Regions from separate parts of the Sus scrofa genome. Here regions 2 and 3 are each linked to region 1. The links are chromatin contacts, called in public Hi-C and HiChIP or PLAC-seq maps. All regions are on one chromosome and are shown on one strand. Each heading gives the region's core, a stretch centred on a gene start, on an enhancer-like site or on the middle of the called end of the contact. The rest is flanking DNA. Distances are from core to core; before and after follow the strand shown. Region 1 holds the start of DDX23 (probable ATP-dependent RNA helicase DDX23). Region 2 holds the start of LOC100127131 (tubulin alpha-1C chain). Region 3 holds the start of KMT2D (histone-lysine N-methyltransferase 2D).

Region 1 (4,876 bases), core at 933-3,432:
AGATCCTGGAAGTGTGTTCTGGGCCAGAATAAGGGAACTTGGATTTTAATCTTACTGCAGTGGGAAACTTAGAAAGTTGTCAAACAGGAGGTGGTATGAACTTATTTTTCATTTTGATTACTTTGAATACTTTCACCACTACTTTGGTGCCTTACGAGAAAATATACAGTAGAGAGGCATGCGAAGACACAGAACAACTGAGAATGTTATTATAGTAGCACAGACAGGAGATGACAGCAGCTTGTTCTAGAAAAGTGGCAATGGAAATGAAAAGAAGGAGACTGCTTCAGGGCATATTTTGAAGGCAGAGCTGACAGGACTTACTGATGAAGCGAGGACACAAAAAGAGAGCTCCTAAATATGTGGTTTGACTAACATAAGTGGTTTGCGGTGCCATTAGTGACCAGAGCAGACTGGGGGGAAAAAAAAGATTTAGGAAGAAGTCAAAAGTTTCATTTTGACCATGTTGACTGTAAGATGTCAGTAAGAAAACCAAGTGGAGATTCCAGGAAAGCAGGTGAAAATGCAGTTCTGGAACTCAGGAGGCAGTGTGGAGACAATGATTTGAGTTATCAATACATAGATGGCGTTTAAAACCATTGGACGCTAAATAACATGACCTAAGTAAGCATTCTAGTTATAGAAGAGGACCCAGAATCAAGCTCTGGAACACTACATTTAGAGGCCAGGCACAGGAGGAGCCAGAGGAAAAAAACTGTTAAGAAACAACAACTAATAGGAGTTTCCGTCGTGGCGCAGTGGTTAACGAATCCGACTAGGAACCATGAGGTTGCGGGTTTGATTCCTGGCCTTGCCCAGTGGGTTAAGGATCCAGCGCTGCCGTGAGCTGTGGTGTAGGTCACAGATGTGGCTCGGATCCCGTGTTGCTGTGGCTGTGGTGTAGGTGGGCAGCTACAGCTCCGATTAGATCCCTAGCCTGGGAACCTCCATATGCTGCAGGAGCAGCCCTAGAAAAGGCAAAAAGACAAAAAAAAATAAGAATTAAAATTTAAAAAAACAGAAACAACAACTAATGAGAAAAAGAAAAATTAGTAAAGTATGGCGTCACAGAAGCCAAAAGTGTGTTTCAGTGAGGGAGTGGTTATCTGCATCAAGTGGAGAAAGACTAAGAGATGAAGGAGTGACCCTTACATTTAGAAAAGCAGAGATGGTTGGTGACCTTTGACAAGAGCTGTTTCGGTGGCATGGAGGGAGTAGAAGCCTGAGTGGAGTGAGTTTAGAAGAGTTAGAAGTGAGAATAAGAAGACAAGAAACGCAGGCAAGTTTTATTACAGGTACCGCTAACCTCCAGATCTTTGAGTTCCTCTACTCTTGCAGGGCAGGGGCAGAGTCTTTTTTTTCCCAGTCAATGAAGTGTGTACTTACCAAACATCCACTATATGCCAGGCACCGTGCTAGGCACTGTGTGAGTTACGAAAGGAAATCAGGAAGATCCTGTCCACGAGAAGCTTACAGAACAACAGAAGGTATGAGCCACATACCAAGATGAAGGCTCAGATGAATTATTACAGGAGTTCAAAGAAGTTTCCTTTCATTTGTAAGTGGGAAATTTGGAAAGATCTCTAGAGGAAGTGGCTCGAGCATTTAAATATAGGTAGAATTTGAAGATGTGTAATTGAAGGTGCCGGAAAGAAGCCCTTCCCGGCAAAAGAAATAACACAGGAGGCGCAGAGGCGGGAAAGCATGACTGGTTCTGGGAGAAAAGCCAGAGTTCCAATTTGGTTGGAGCAAGGGCTACTCGAAACATGAAGGAATAAGGTCGGGCTGGGGGTACCACAGGGTTGTGCCCACCGGCAAAGGTCCGGGCGTAACCACGTCCAGGAAGCTGCCCTGTGCCCCCAGGAACCAACACTCCCCCTGGGGCCCGCGCCCCTCCGCTCCCCCTCGGCAGAGCTTTCCAACCTCATGCCCCTTCCCTGAGGCGTTCTTCCCCGCCTCGCCCCGGAGGCAGGGGCCACTGCCGTGCCCTCACCCTCGCCCTCTGTGCAAGCTCGTGGGAATCGCTTCCACCGCCCGAGACTTACCACTCTTCAGTTCGAACCGCCCAACGCGGCCTCAACGTCGCCGAACAGCCGCCATCTTTCCCGTTTCCTGGTCGCCAGGCTGCTCGCCCGGCCGCGCGGCAAGCTGGGAAGACGAGTTCCTGGTGCTGGGGTGCGCCGGCTGACAACGAGGCCAGAGAACTACCAATCCCAGAGTGCACGGCGCGAGAGCCGGCCCTGGACCACCGGGGCCTCTGGGCAATGTGGTTCTCGAAACACTTGAGTCTGCGGGAGGAAGGGAGGAAGAGTTTTTCCTGGGTCGGCTCTCCTCAGAAAATTGTTCTCTCCGTGGGCGCAGTCCTATTAGAATAGGCTGGCTTTCCTAGCAGCTGCCTTTAAGGATTATCATGGCTTGTGGCTTACAACGGAGGAACTTAAGGCCTTCCTTAGATATCAATAGCACGTAATTGTAGTAGCAACTATAGTAACAACATCAAATACTTTACTGTTTGTGGGAAAGCATTTTTACCAAAAATCTGTGAGATAGGTGACTACCCCCATTTTACAGGTAGACAAACCAAAAGTTAAGTTACAGGAGCAGGCTACTATTTCCAGGGAGGGAGGGACAGTTCATTGTGGAAGACTGTCCCAGGTGTAGGAGGACATTTTAGTGATCCTAGCCCCGTGGTAACGCCCTAGTTATTATGACAACTCAAAGTGAGCCCACACAGGGGTTACAAAGACCGCCTGGAAGGATGGTAGCTCTGGGACTGTGGCACCTGGTTTTCTCAACATTGCAGATAGGACCTGCCTTCCTCACTTTCTTGCTCTTTGGAATCTGGCCAGTTTTTGATCCTTAACCCACTGAGAGAGGCCAGGGATCCAACCCACATCCTCACAGACACTTTGGTTTTTAACCTGCCGCGCCACAATGGGAACTCCCGTAATTTTTCTTCTTTCTTCTTCCTCCTTCCCTATCTTCAGCCCTCCAATGAGGTGTTTTGAGGTTTTTTTGTTTTGTTTTTACCCCAAATTGTACTTTCACTTTGTTTCTCTGTAATCTTATGCTTCATAGTTCAGCCCCTTCTCCCCGCCAACAAAAACAAAAATCTTTCCAACTTCTAGAAAAGTTTAGATAGACACCAGGAAGTAACTAATGCTGCCTCCTTCCTTCCTTTTTCCCCTCATTAGCTTTTTGGTTTCAATCCCACATGGCTCTAGGTCTTTTTTTGTGTATTTTTGTTATTGTTCTTTGTCTGTTTGTTTTGATTTTGGCCGCACTCAGGGCATGTGGAAGTTCCCAGGCCAGGGGTGGAACTAGCACCACAGCTGCAACCTGAGTCATAGCTGCAGTAACGCAGGATCTTCAATCTTCTCTGCCACAGGGGAACTTCTCACATCTAGTTTTTCTCTCCGAATATGTGTTCAGTTCTACTGAAGCAAAGCTTTGGGGTAGGCCCAAGTAATCCTCACACACAAGGTCCCAAAGTAATCCTGGGAGAGGCACGCTTCTGCTCTTAGAGCTCTGTAGCCTTAGAGCTGCTCACTTGCACCCCAGAGAGACAACTGAGGGAAAAGGTGTCTGAGATCTGCTAGGTGTAATTCACCCAGTGAACACTGGAGGGCTCTCCACCTACAGAATGGAACTAACAATCAGACCAAAGGTGTAGACTGGAATCTTTAAGCACTGCAGCTCCTAGTTACTGAGACTCTCTTAAGTGCCCACCTCTGTGTTGGACGCATAACTTACGTTATTCATTTTACTTCTTCTCATAAACAGTATGAGATGGGCTTTACCTCCCTTTTACCGATAAGCAGATTGTGACCCAGAAAGATTAATTACGCCTTCCAAAACCACATCGTTTAACAGAGCCAGAAGTTCCCTTGTGGTGCAGCAAGTTAAGGATCCCATGGATTAAGGATCTGGGGTTGTTACTGCAGCAGCTTGGGTGGCTGCTGTGGCTCGGGCTCAATCCCTGGCCTGGAAATTTCAACATACTGCAGGCGCAGCCAGAAAAAAAAAAAAAAAGGAGCCAGTGTTCAATTCCAGGTTCAATTAGCTTTACTTATTTTTTATTTTTTATTATTTTAGGGCCTCACCCATGGCATATGGAAGTTCCCAGGCTAGGGGTTGAATCGGAGCTACAGCTGCCGGCCTGTGCCACAGCCACAGCAATGCTAGACCCGAGCTGTGTCTGTGACCCACACCACAGCTTATGGCAACACTGGATGGATCCTTAACCCACTGAGGGAGGTCAGGGATTGAACCTGCATCCTCATTGATACCAGTCGGATTTGTTTTTGCTACACCACGATGGGAAATCCCCATTTAGCTTTATTTTTTATGTTTTGGCCATGTCTGTGGCATGTGGAAGTTCCCTGGATTGAACTTGTGCCACAGCAGTGACCCAGGCCACAGCAGCCACTCAAATTTATTTATTTATTTTGATTTTTAGGGCCGCACCTGCGGCATATGAAAGTTTCCAGGCTAGGAATCAATTGGAGCTGCAGTTGCCAGCCTACACCACAGCAACAGCAACGCGGGATCCGAGCTGCGTCTGTGACCTACACCACAGCTCACAGCAATGCTGGCTCCTTAACCTACTGAGCGAGGCCAGGGATCGAATCTGTATCCTCATGGATACTAGTTGGGTTCATTTCTGCTGAGCCACCACAGGAACTCCTCCGTCATCTTTAAAGATGAGTAATTTGAGAGCCAGAAAGGCAATTAGGCTTGCCCAAGTTCATAGTGGCAAAACTTAGTGTCCCCTAGTACTTGAGCACATGTAAGACACACGTAAAATATTGAGCTTAAAGAATGCTTGCATGGTTTGTCCTACCCTGCTAGTTCTTTCTAAAATATGCATCTCCAG
Region 2 (4,876 bases), core at 968-3,467, 240 kb after region 1:
CGTTCCATCAGCAGGGAGGTGAACCCAGAACCCGTTCCCCCGCCAAAGCTGTGGAAAACCAAGAAGCCCTGAAGACCTGTGCACTGGTCAGCCTGTTAGAAAAGAGGAATACGAGAAAGATACAGTTATTGCTTTCTGTGATACCTGAAATTACCCAGCATTTCTTTATTAAAAACACCTGCATTGATATTTATAAAGTGACATCAAATATTTCCTATTTTAATTGAATTTTTAAAAACCTAGAAAGGAAGAATTGTGTCACATTTCAATTCTGTGTTTGAAAGAAAAAAGAGCGTATTTCAAATGGCTCCCTTAGGTGCATTAATTTACTTTATCCTTGAGAATAAACGTACCAGTTTCCGAATTCGGTCCAAGACGAGGTCAATGATCTCCTTGCCAATGGTGTAGTGACCTCGGGCATAGTTATTGGCAGCATCTTCCTTGCCTGTGATGAGCTGCTCAGGGTGGAAGAGCTGGCGGTAGGTGCCAGTGCGAACTTCATCTGGAAAAGGAAAACAAAGCAGCCACCCCTCACTTACAACCTGCACAAGCCTGCTCCACCCCAGGGCTGCCGTGGAGCCCCCAAGACACACCTCCTGACCTAGACTCCCCTGCTCCGGGATCTCACTCGGGTGCCTGAGGTCAACTCACCAATGACTGTGGGTTCCAGGTCTACAAACACTGCCCTGGGCACATGCTTGCCAGCGCCTGTCTCACTGAAGAAGGTGTTGAAGGAGTCATCTCCTCCCCCAATGGTCTTGTCACTCGGCATCTGGCCATCGGGCTGGATGCCGTGTTCCAGGCAGTAGAGCTCCCAGCAGGCATTGCCGATCTGGACACCAGCTTGGCCAACGTGGATGGAGATGCACTCACGCTGTGAGAAAGTAGGGAAAAAAAAGATGAAACCAATTAGTGGTGAAAGAAGCAGAACAGATGCTTATGGATGGTTAATTTTACAAATTTCCTCTTTTGAAATGAATGAAAATGTATTTCTTTTAAATCTAGGGAAGAAGGTCTTTACTTTTGATCTATATTACTTTTGATTAATTTCCTTTTCTCCTCTAAATTGAGAAGGCATCTTTCCAGGCCAAGAAGAGCTTAGTCATCGCTTCCTCCTTTGAAGGATCAAGATAGGGAGAAGGCCATCATCTAGCCTTCAGGCCTCAGAATCCCATTTTAGAGGAGGTGGCCAGACTTCCGGACAGCTCCCAGCTCAGGAAGCACATGGCCAGAGCAGTGCAGAGGAAATGTCTGGCCACAGGGAGGAGGGGCGGAGCTCTGCGGCACAGCATGAATGAGCAATTCAGAGGGGGCGTGCGCGCGTGCGCGCCCCCGCTGCTCCCTGCAGCCTCTGAGCTGCGCAGCTGCAAAGGCTCGTGACAGCCACGTCTGCAGAGACGCAGCCATCGCCAACCGTCCTACGCTGCCCAGCATCTCCACATCCGTCACAACGCAGCAGGGGATTATCGGCGGCCCAGATCTGGACCAAGATCCGATTTCCGTTCCTTCAAAACCCCTCACCACCACCTGCTCCCACACACATTCCTAAGGCAGAAGAGGACAGATGGCTTTTAGATGCTCTTAAGAGCTAGTTGTCCTAATACACTGCCGTGGTGCCGCACAATGGTGAGGAACCCTTCTCCATATTGATTACTGCACTTTTTTAAGAGAACTCTGGGTAGCAGGAGACACGCCCTCCAACCCTAGACCTGCAGCGCCCCAGCACGCATGCGCACTCTGCAGTGGCGGGCTTTCCCACCGCTCCCTGGCGGGAAGGTAACGGTCGCGCCTGCGCTTTTGTGTCGAGCTCCTTCCCGCCTACGCTTTTAGCGCTGAGGAGGAAGTGAGGGCGGGGAGAGCCCGCGCGCGCGCCCGCCAGAGGTGGGGGGAAGGAGAGGGGGATGGGAACACGCGGGAAAAGACTGCAGGGTCTCGGGGCACCGCGCCCAGGAGTTAAAGGCTAAAGGAGAGCCCCAACCGCAGTGAAGGAGAGCCGGTGCCCTGCAATCCCCTTCCAGAGTCCTAGAAGAAAACAAGGTGGCCTCCCACTTCCGGGCCCCAGCGGTTCTCCAGTATCTACTCCCACCCTCGGCTCTCGCCCTGCTCTTCATCCTCCAAGTGGACAGCGCTGGCCCCAGCCCTCTCTAGCTAGAAGCCTTCGAGCTCCCCCGGTTCGTTCTTCCCCATCTTCCCGAGCGAGGTGGGCAGTCTACTCACCATGGTGGTTACCGGTCAGCAAGCGCAGGCAACAGGAGTAGACACCGAGTCCTGGTTACCGTCCCCGACAAGCTAAGAGTCGAGGTGAGTAACGCACTGAGGCGGAGGCTACGCGGGAGCCCCTTAAATAGCGGTCCGAGGAGGGGCGGGCGGGCGCAGGCGGCGCCATGGCCGCCGGCCCCTCCCCGGGCCCGGCGCACCCAGTCGGCGTCCGACTAGGCCTCCGCAGAGGCGGGCTCCTGGCCCCTAGCCACCTCCCCGCGCCGGCCTTGCGGGGCGGGGTCCGCCGCGCCTGCGGGCTTCGAGCTTGGGTGCTGCAGTCTTTGGCGCATGGCTGCCGGGGCCTGGGCGGGGGTGAGGGTGGGGGTGGGGCGCAGGTTCCGAATAGGCCGAGACGGGGATGGAGGCTCGATTGCCTTAATTTGGAAGAATCCTGATTTAAGAAGCACACAATTTTAAAGATGAAGCACCAGGAAATGCAGAAACTTCTGGTCTGGATAGCTCAGCTGATTATTTTCACGTTGTCATAATTTGTCAGTGAGTTTTGCCTTTTTCCCTTCTCAGTTCCTTTAAAGGCAGTTGCGAATGCATTTACCTGTTAATGTGGAGGAGCAAGGTTTAGAAAACAGCGTAGTTGTATTTGGATTACCGTCGTGACTTGTCCTTTGAACTAAAGGTTCTGAACATTGGAAGCAAATAGTATTTCAGTCATTCAAAAAGTACCTAAGCACTGAACATCTAAACTGTTAAAAGGGCAGAGTAGTCTCCATTTTTAGACCTAAACCAACCAACTTCATTGAACAGGGCCTTTTAGAAAGAAATATTTCAAGGCACATTTCAGATTTAGTAGCTGAATTGAAAATTGGGGAGGGAAGAAATTGTTTGATCCTGAAAGATGTTAGGAAGTAGAGATTCCTTGTGCTGTTTAGAGTTTTGTAAAACTTTTTTTAATTGAAACATAATTGACATATAATGTTGTTTTTCAGGTGTACAACATAGTATTTTACATTTATATACATTGTCAACCTCAAAAAATAAATCAGTTTTTTTTACCATCAAGATGGATTTATTTGGGAGTAGCAGAGAATTGCAATTGGGACAAGCAAGCTATGGGGAATCATAGACAAATCCAGAGAACAAAGGAGAGGGGATTTTATTAGATTTTAGAAAGAAATTGGGGAGGATTGTTTAAAGAAAAGTTCTTTGGAGAGTTCAAGAATGTGGCCATTTCTCATTGGCTGCAAGCAGTGGTTAGTGTTGTTGCTGGGGCAGGCAGTGATCTTCCTTACTTTTTTAAAAGCTAGAGATAAAATTCCTATGTGAAAATGTCCTCCCTTGTACCAACCAGAAGAAAAGTAACATTTTTATCATCCTTCTTCCTGCTGATTAGGTAGGTTGCAAATAGTGCTAGGTTGTTGAGTTCTGCCTTCAGGGTTTCCTGACTCCATTGAAAATGAAGTTTCCTGGAGTTTCCTCAGCAGGTTAAGGATCCACTGTTGTCACTACTATGGCAAGGGTTCAATCCCAGGCCTGGGAACTTCTGTGTGTTAAGGACACAGCCAAAAAAAAAGAAAAAAAAAAAAAGTTCCCTTTATTAATGTATCCATTTACCACTACCACCCCTTTTTTTGTCTTTTTATGGCCACACCCACAGCATTTGGAAGTTGCCAGGCTAGGGGTTGAAGCCTACACCACAGCCACAGCAATGTGGGATCCAAGTCCTGTCTGTGACCTATGCCACAGCTTACAACAACCGATGGATCCCTAACCCACTGATCGAGGCCAGGGATCAAACCTGCATTCTCTTGGAGCCTAGTCAGATTTGTTACCACTGAGCCACAACAGGAATTTCACACATTTACCCCCTTTGATCAAGATCTTTCCCCTTGGTGCCAAAAGGACCCTTTCCTGGTTGTCATCTCCCATGTGGGAAAGTGCAGATTTAAAATAATTGAGGCCACAGTGAGGAAGGGGGGCGAACTCTTAGGCATTTCCATCTAAACTATATCTTACCACGGTCTTAAGCATTGGAGATTGTCTTGAAGCGTTGAGCTAGCATCACTTTACGGGGTAAGTCATTTCTACAAAGATTTAACAGGAAATAAACACAAAGCACTTTGTATGATGGTTCTAAACCAGGAGCCCATACTTGAGGGTAACTGCTAACTAGGCCAAAAAAATCAGGCAGGTCATCAAATGAAAGTTGTAGTCATGGACTTGTTCCCCATTTTTGTGTAATTGAGTGTCTGTTTCTCTAGACACACTTATCTATGTTCAACGGGTGGTATTTGCTATCATACAAATGCCTCCTTGCTCAGAAAGCAGATAATCAAAGGCCGTGCAGTTACCCAAAATTACTTTAATAAACAAGTAAAGTGATCATTGTTGGGTTGTTATTGCTTTGGCTATGGAATCAGATGGCTCTTCTAATGTTAGAGAGAGATCTCTGATCATAAATTTCATTGGCACTTACTCCAGCCCAAAGGAGAAAGATTCTCCCTATGGAGCCACACTTCAAGTCATGTATGCCTCCTTGAAGTTCTTGTTTAAGGTGGCGTGAAGGCTTAAAGACAAAAGGGAAGCTTCAAAAGTCTTATTACCTTGTAGCTATCATCAAGGAACACCAGGTGCAATTAGCAGTAGCACTTGGGAAAAGTGG
Region 3 (4,876 bases), core at 876-3,375, 180 kb after region 1:
CCAGTGCACAGGGTATAAGGCCTAGTGAAGGATCTGGGGTTCCCTGAGTCTCCCAGAGACTGCTCTGGGTGTCCGGATGGGCAAGAACAACCTTAAAGTCCAAACTGGCAATAAGTCTGACCTGGCAGTGGCACCCTACCCCCGCTCCCAAGTTGTTCCATTCCCAAGGCCCACAAGGAACCCTGAAGGAGAAGCAGCTGACTGGGATTGGTGCTGGCATCAGGGCTTGGGTCCTAGTTTAGTAGAGCTCCCCCCAACACAAAAATAAACAGGCAGAGAGGCTTTCTGGCCAGGTTCCCAAACTCCCGTGGTTCCCCAAACCCCCAGTCTTTAAAGAGGCACACCCCAAGACACCAGGCCTCCGTTCTGCCCTGGCGACTGGCTCAGGTTCCCTTGACAGACCCTGCCAAAGGAACCCTCCTCAGCTCTGGCACCCCTTTCTCCAACCTACAGGCCAGCTCCGGCCAAGATAGTCCATCTGGCTATGCCCCCAGTCCAACCCATTCTGGGCCCTGGCCGGGCGGACTTCACTCACCTCTTCACAGGGCGATCCAGAAATCCTCATCCGAGAACATGGCCAGAGCCCGGGCCGCTCCCCGACCTCCAACCGCCAGAGCGATCACAGCCGCCCCCCGCACGGGGGGGCTTAGGGGGGCCAAGAACGGTAAATCCAGGTCGGAGTGGCCACCCTTCCCCCCCCAAAAAAAGCAAGAAGCCAAAGAGGGGTTCTCTGCCTCGGGTTCCAGCAGTTTAGGTTTCCATGGACAGCCCCAGGGCGGTGAATCCCGAGCGGACACAAAGAGAGCACCGGTGGCTTTGATCTTGGGCGAGCAGGCTCCGCATCCGCGTCGCCCGGCGGCCTTTCAGTCCTAGGGCCGGGCCAGCGCCCCGGCCGCCCGCGCCGGGCTCGGGCGGAACGTCGAGGCTCTCCAGATGGAACGTCGAGGCGCCTCCCCAGCAGCCCGGAAGGAATGCCGCGCCGGCCCGCGCCGGGCCCGGATGGAACGTGAGACCCTCGCAGGAGCGCCGAGCCCCTCTCTCCGCTCGGGCCGGCGCCCCGGGGCCGCGCGAGCTACGGCGACGCGGAGCCGGCGGGGCCGCGGGGCTGAACCTGACACACACCCAGCGCCGGGCTCCTCGACCCCGAACGCTCGCCCTCGGCGGCTTCGAGCACCCCACCTTCTTCTCCCCCCCGGGAAGGGAGGAGGGTAGGTGGGCGAGGAAGAGGAAGGGGCGGGCGGTGCGAGCCCTCTGCCCGCTCCCCTCCGGCCGCTCCAGGCCCTGCGCTCGCCTCCCTTTCCCTCTGGCCTCGGGAGCTGCCCCGCCCCCGGCCTGGCCGGCTCTGATCGGCGGCACCCCCTCGACCCCCGGCTGGCTGTGATCGCGGGGGGCCTAGAGGTGCATGGCCCAACCCCGGCTCCCGGCGCCGGGGGGTCAGGAAACTGAGCGGAAAGTGGGGAACGAGGCAGCCATTTGCAACCGGAGAGGAAAGTAGTGCAGCGCGGCGCCGCTCCGCCTCCCCCCCTCCGCCTCCTGTTCGGCCGGTAGGGTGGTTCCTGCGAAGGGGCTATTTCCTGGCCCGAGATCCCGGCAGCGGTCGTGGAGATTCAGGAAGCCTCCGGCGCGAGATCCTGGGGGCCCTTTTGCCTGGGGAACCCCACTTGAGAAGGGGGAGAAAGGAGAAGACGCGGCCCTATTTTGTGTTGGAGCGGAGCGGCGGAGGGATCCAGCCCTCTCGGAGGAAAGGCTGTGACTCTGCAGTTCTACGCACACGCTGAGGGATCCCTCCGCCAATGGTTAACCCCGACCGCGCCGGGCCGGCCGCTGTGCAGACACGTGGGAATGAAGCCCCCCTCCTCTTCGCCCCGGCCCTGGAACTGCCTCTTTTACCGCCCGGCTAGTGAAACTAGGGCTCTGGCCACTTTCTAATTCCGTTTTCCCGGAGTTTTCGGCCCCTGAGACTCCAACTGCCCCTTGCCTCGGCCAGGGGCAATCTTCCCCGGGAGGGGGATGGAAGAAGAGCCAGGAGATTGGCCGCTGCTCTGCATCCTGGGAACTGGAGTCCGCAAATGGAGAAAGTGAGGCACGGCGCCTGGCGCTGCAAAGGGTGGGTTCCTGCCACGTTCGGGGGCCCAAAGGAAAGCGGATCGAGTGCCTGGTCGTTCCTTCTGGCTCTCAAACCCTCTCGAGAGGAAAGAGGACTGTTAGTGCCCCCACAATCACCTCCCCCATCAAAACATAAATGTAGAGTTTCCCGGGTGCTCCTACTCGCACCTCTAGTCTTTCTCTCCGGATCTTCAGGGCCTATGTCCCCTTTTTTAGTAAACAGAGGAGATGTAACTTGGAGCCTTGCTGCTACCTGGCCAGAATACTGTTACTCTAGACAAGATCCCAAAACACTCAACTTGCAGGCACCCCTCCCCCATTAGTCTGGATGAAAAGGGGTTGGAATAACTTCTCTGCATTAGCTGTAACCACGGCATGGATAAGAGGAGACAAATTAACAATGTGCTAGATACTTTATATCTTCTCATTCTTCACCCTCGTTATGAATTACGTGGAACTATGGCTGTATGAAGAGACTGAGGCTAAAATAGGTAAAATTGCCCAACGAATCACATCTAGTGAGAAGTTGAGCCATGCATGATTCAAATCAATGTTTTTCCTGGGGTGAGTGTGTGTTAAAATGTGGAGAAAAGCAGGCAGATCAAGTGCAGGGCTGGTTTTGTGGGAAAGGGTTTGCAGTGGTATCCAATAGAACTTTCTGCATTGATAGAAATGCACTATATCTACACTATTAATATGGCTTAGCCACATGTAGTTATTGGGCACTTTGAAATGTAGGTGGTGCAACTAAGGAACTTTTCATTTGTTTAATTTTAAAACTAAATTGAATAGGCATATGTGACTTGTGGCTTCCATATTGGGCAGTGCAGGAGACCTACATCCCTAGACCAGAGTTATAGGAGGGATCAGGACAAGGCGTGTCCTGTCCTAGTCACACACTGACATGTGCCCTGCACTTAGCCAAAAAGTCCAGCAGAGACCCCACACCTATCCCAAATATAGTGGAATAGGTTCACCAAGAGACAGAAATTTGAAAATATAATGCCTCTCCCTACTGTCTTCATCCAGAGGCAGGCAGGCAGGCCAGACCCTCACCAAAAAGACGTCCAATAACATGACAGCAAACATTTCTTACGGGTTTATTATATATAAGGAACTATGCCTAGGCATTTCATATGTCATTTCAGTTTCATTTTCACCTCAATCCTGTGAGAAAGCTTTAACTACACTTCAGAAAGGAGAAACAGAGAGGTTCAGAGGCTCAGAGAGGTTAAGTGTCTGGCCAAGGTCACAGAGCTAAGTGGAAGAGTAACTGTTTCAAGCCAACCATTAACCACTGTCCTTTACTACTAATCAGGCCTTGAGATTGTTTGATACACTTCTAGAAAACCTCAGATATGTGTTATTCTATCTCAGACCTTATGGAAATAACAGCAGAAGTGTAGGTACCCATAATGAGAATTCCAGGTCACATGTGCAAAAGGACGTCATTTTAGTGTAAGGAGAGAGGGTGATGACAACCTGACAACCATAAAGAGAATCCTAAACCTCTGAGACATTGCTCTTTGGAATATGCTCCTTCCAGCAGCCCTTATTTCTTTTTAGATTCCGGATGAGAGCTCCAAAAGCAGCTGGCAGGACTTCTGAAAACCAGCGTGACATACCATCACCCCCAACTGTAAGACTAGCTGGCTGGTCTGGAGCCAGGCAATAACAAGGTCACAGCTAAAAACCCCACCTACATTTTGTCCATTTTCCCCAACTAAGTGCATTGACAGAGTACCTCAAGTTCTTCAAGTTGCCAGGAAAGGTATGCCCTTCCTGTGAAGGCTACCATTCAAGTATCCTTATAAATCCCTGGAGAAGGTATTAGGCCAATTAGGCCCAAGGGCTACCAGGGGGGGTAGGGAGTAGAGGCCGGGTAGGACCAAACTTAGCCTTTGACACCTAAAAAAGGTAGCACAACTTCAAATGTTTGAAAGGTATGAAAGGAGCAAAGAGCATCCCTTTTATGGGTCTGAGGCATGTGGAAGTTCCCAGGCCAGGGATCGAACCATACCACGGCAGTGACAACTCCAGATCCCTAACTGCTGCACCACAAAAGCACTCCAAGAATATCCATTTTAATGAAAGGCATTGAAGACGAGGGTGGGGAGTGGGGATTGATATACATCGGGGCATTTTTTTCTTCCTTTCTCTTTTCTTTCTTTTTTTCTGGCCATGCTCCAGGGTGTTTGGAAATTCCAGGGCCAGGATCAAACCTGTAGCACAGCAGTGGCCTGAGCCACAGCAGTGACTGTGCTTGGTTCTGAACCCACTGGGCCATCAGGAAACTCCCAGGGCATTATTTCTTACTTTACTCGACTCTCTTTAGAAAGCTAAAATCTTCACAACACTTTAGTCCCTGCCTTTTCACTACTTCACTGTTCTTACATGATTAGGAACTAGGGTCTTTCTTCCTCCAGCCCAAACCCTATCCTCTCTGAGTTCCAGCAAATGCCAAGACCCCAGGAGGGAAGCTAGGTCAGCATGTGGCAGCTGGCCACTAGAGGGTGGTGTTTCTGTAGTTAAGGGGATGGTGAGCGTCTACAAATTTGGGAGGGAGTGGCAGCCAACAGGTTACCTGTATGGGCGAAAGGAGTAGAAAAGGAAAGTGGGAAAGGTGAGGAGGAGATCCTAGGGTTATGGTCCTGAATGAGTGAGGAAGAGGTAAGGAATGGTAACAAGGCAGGAAGAAAACATTTGCCCTGATTCGCTACCAAAGGCCATAGCCATCAACTCCTTGGAAAAGGAGCTGTTGGCATTGAAC

Evidence for each region. Hi-C and Micro-C count contacts between places; a contact is called where the count stands out from the background. HiChIP or PLAC-seq counts read pairs in DNA pulled down with a chosen protein or histone mark.
Region 2: an H3K27ac HiChIP or PLAC-seq map of alveolar macrophages shows a contact between it and region 1. The contact joins the promoter of LOC100127131 here to the promoter of DDX23 in region 1. A contact is called at or near these places in 1 of 47 Hi-C or Micro-C datasets (heart right ventricle) and 1 of 2 datasets of contacts at active chromatin or transcription factors (alveolar macrophages).
Region 3: a Hi-C map of skeletal muscle shows a contact between it and region 1, with 5 times the contacts expected there. The contact joins the promoter of KMT2D here to the promoter of DDX23 in region 1. A contact is called at or near these places in 2 of 47 Hi-C or Micro-C datasets (liver and skeletal muscle).

What each region holds. Positions count from the first base shown.
Region 1 is chr5:14,907,559-14,912,434 of Sscrofa11.1, forward strand. DDX23 (probable ATP-dependent RNA helicase DDX23) reads right to left here and starts at 2,183. Exons shown (of 17, transcript XM_021091587.1): 1 at 2,046-2,183.
Region 2 is chr5:15,151,299-15,156,174 of Sscrofa11.1, forward strand. It overlaps LOC100127131 (tubulin alpha-1C chain), which reads left to right and starts at 2,218. Exons shown (of 6, transcript XM_013988248.2): 1 at 2,218-2,301. TUBA1B (tubulin alpha 1b) reads right to left here and starts at 2,322. Exons shown (of 4, transcript NM_001044544.1): 1 at 2,218-2,322; 2 at 652-874; 3 at 354-502; 4 at 1-92. The coding sequence starts at 2,220.
Region 3 is chr5:15,089,497-15,094,372 of Sscrofa11.1, forward strand. KMT2D (histone-lysine N-methyltransferase 2D) reads right to left here and starts at 2,126. Exons shown (of 56, transcript XM_021091593.1): 1 at 536-2,126.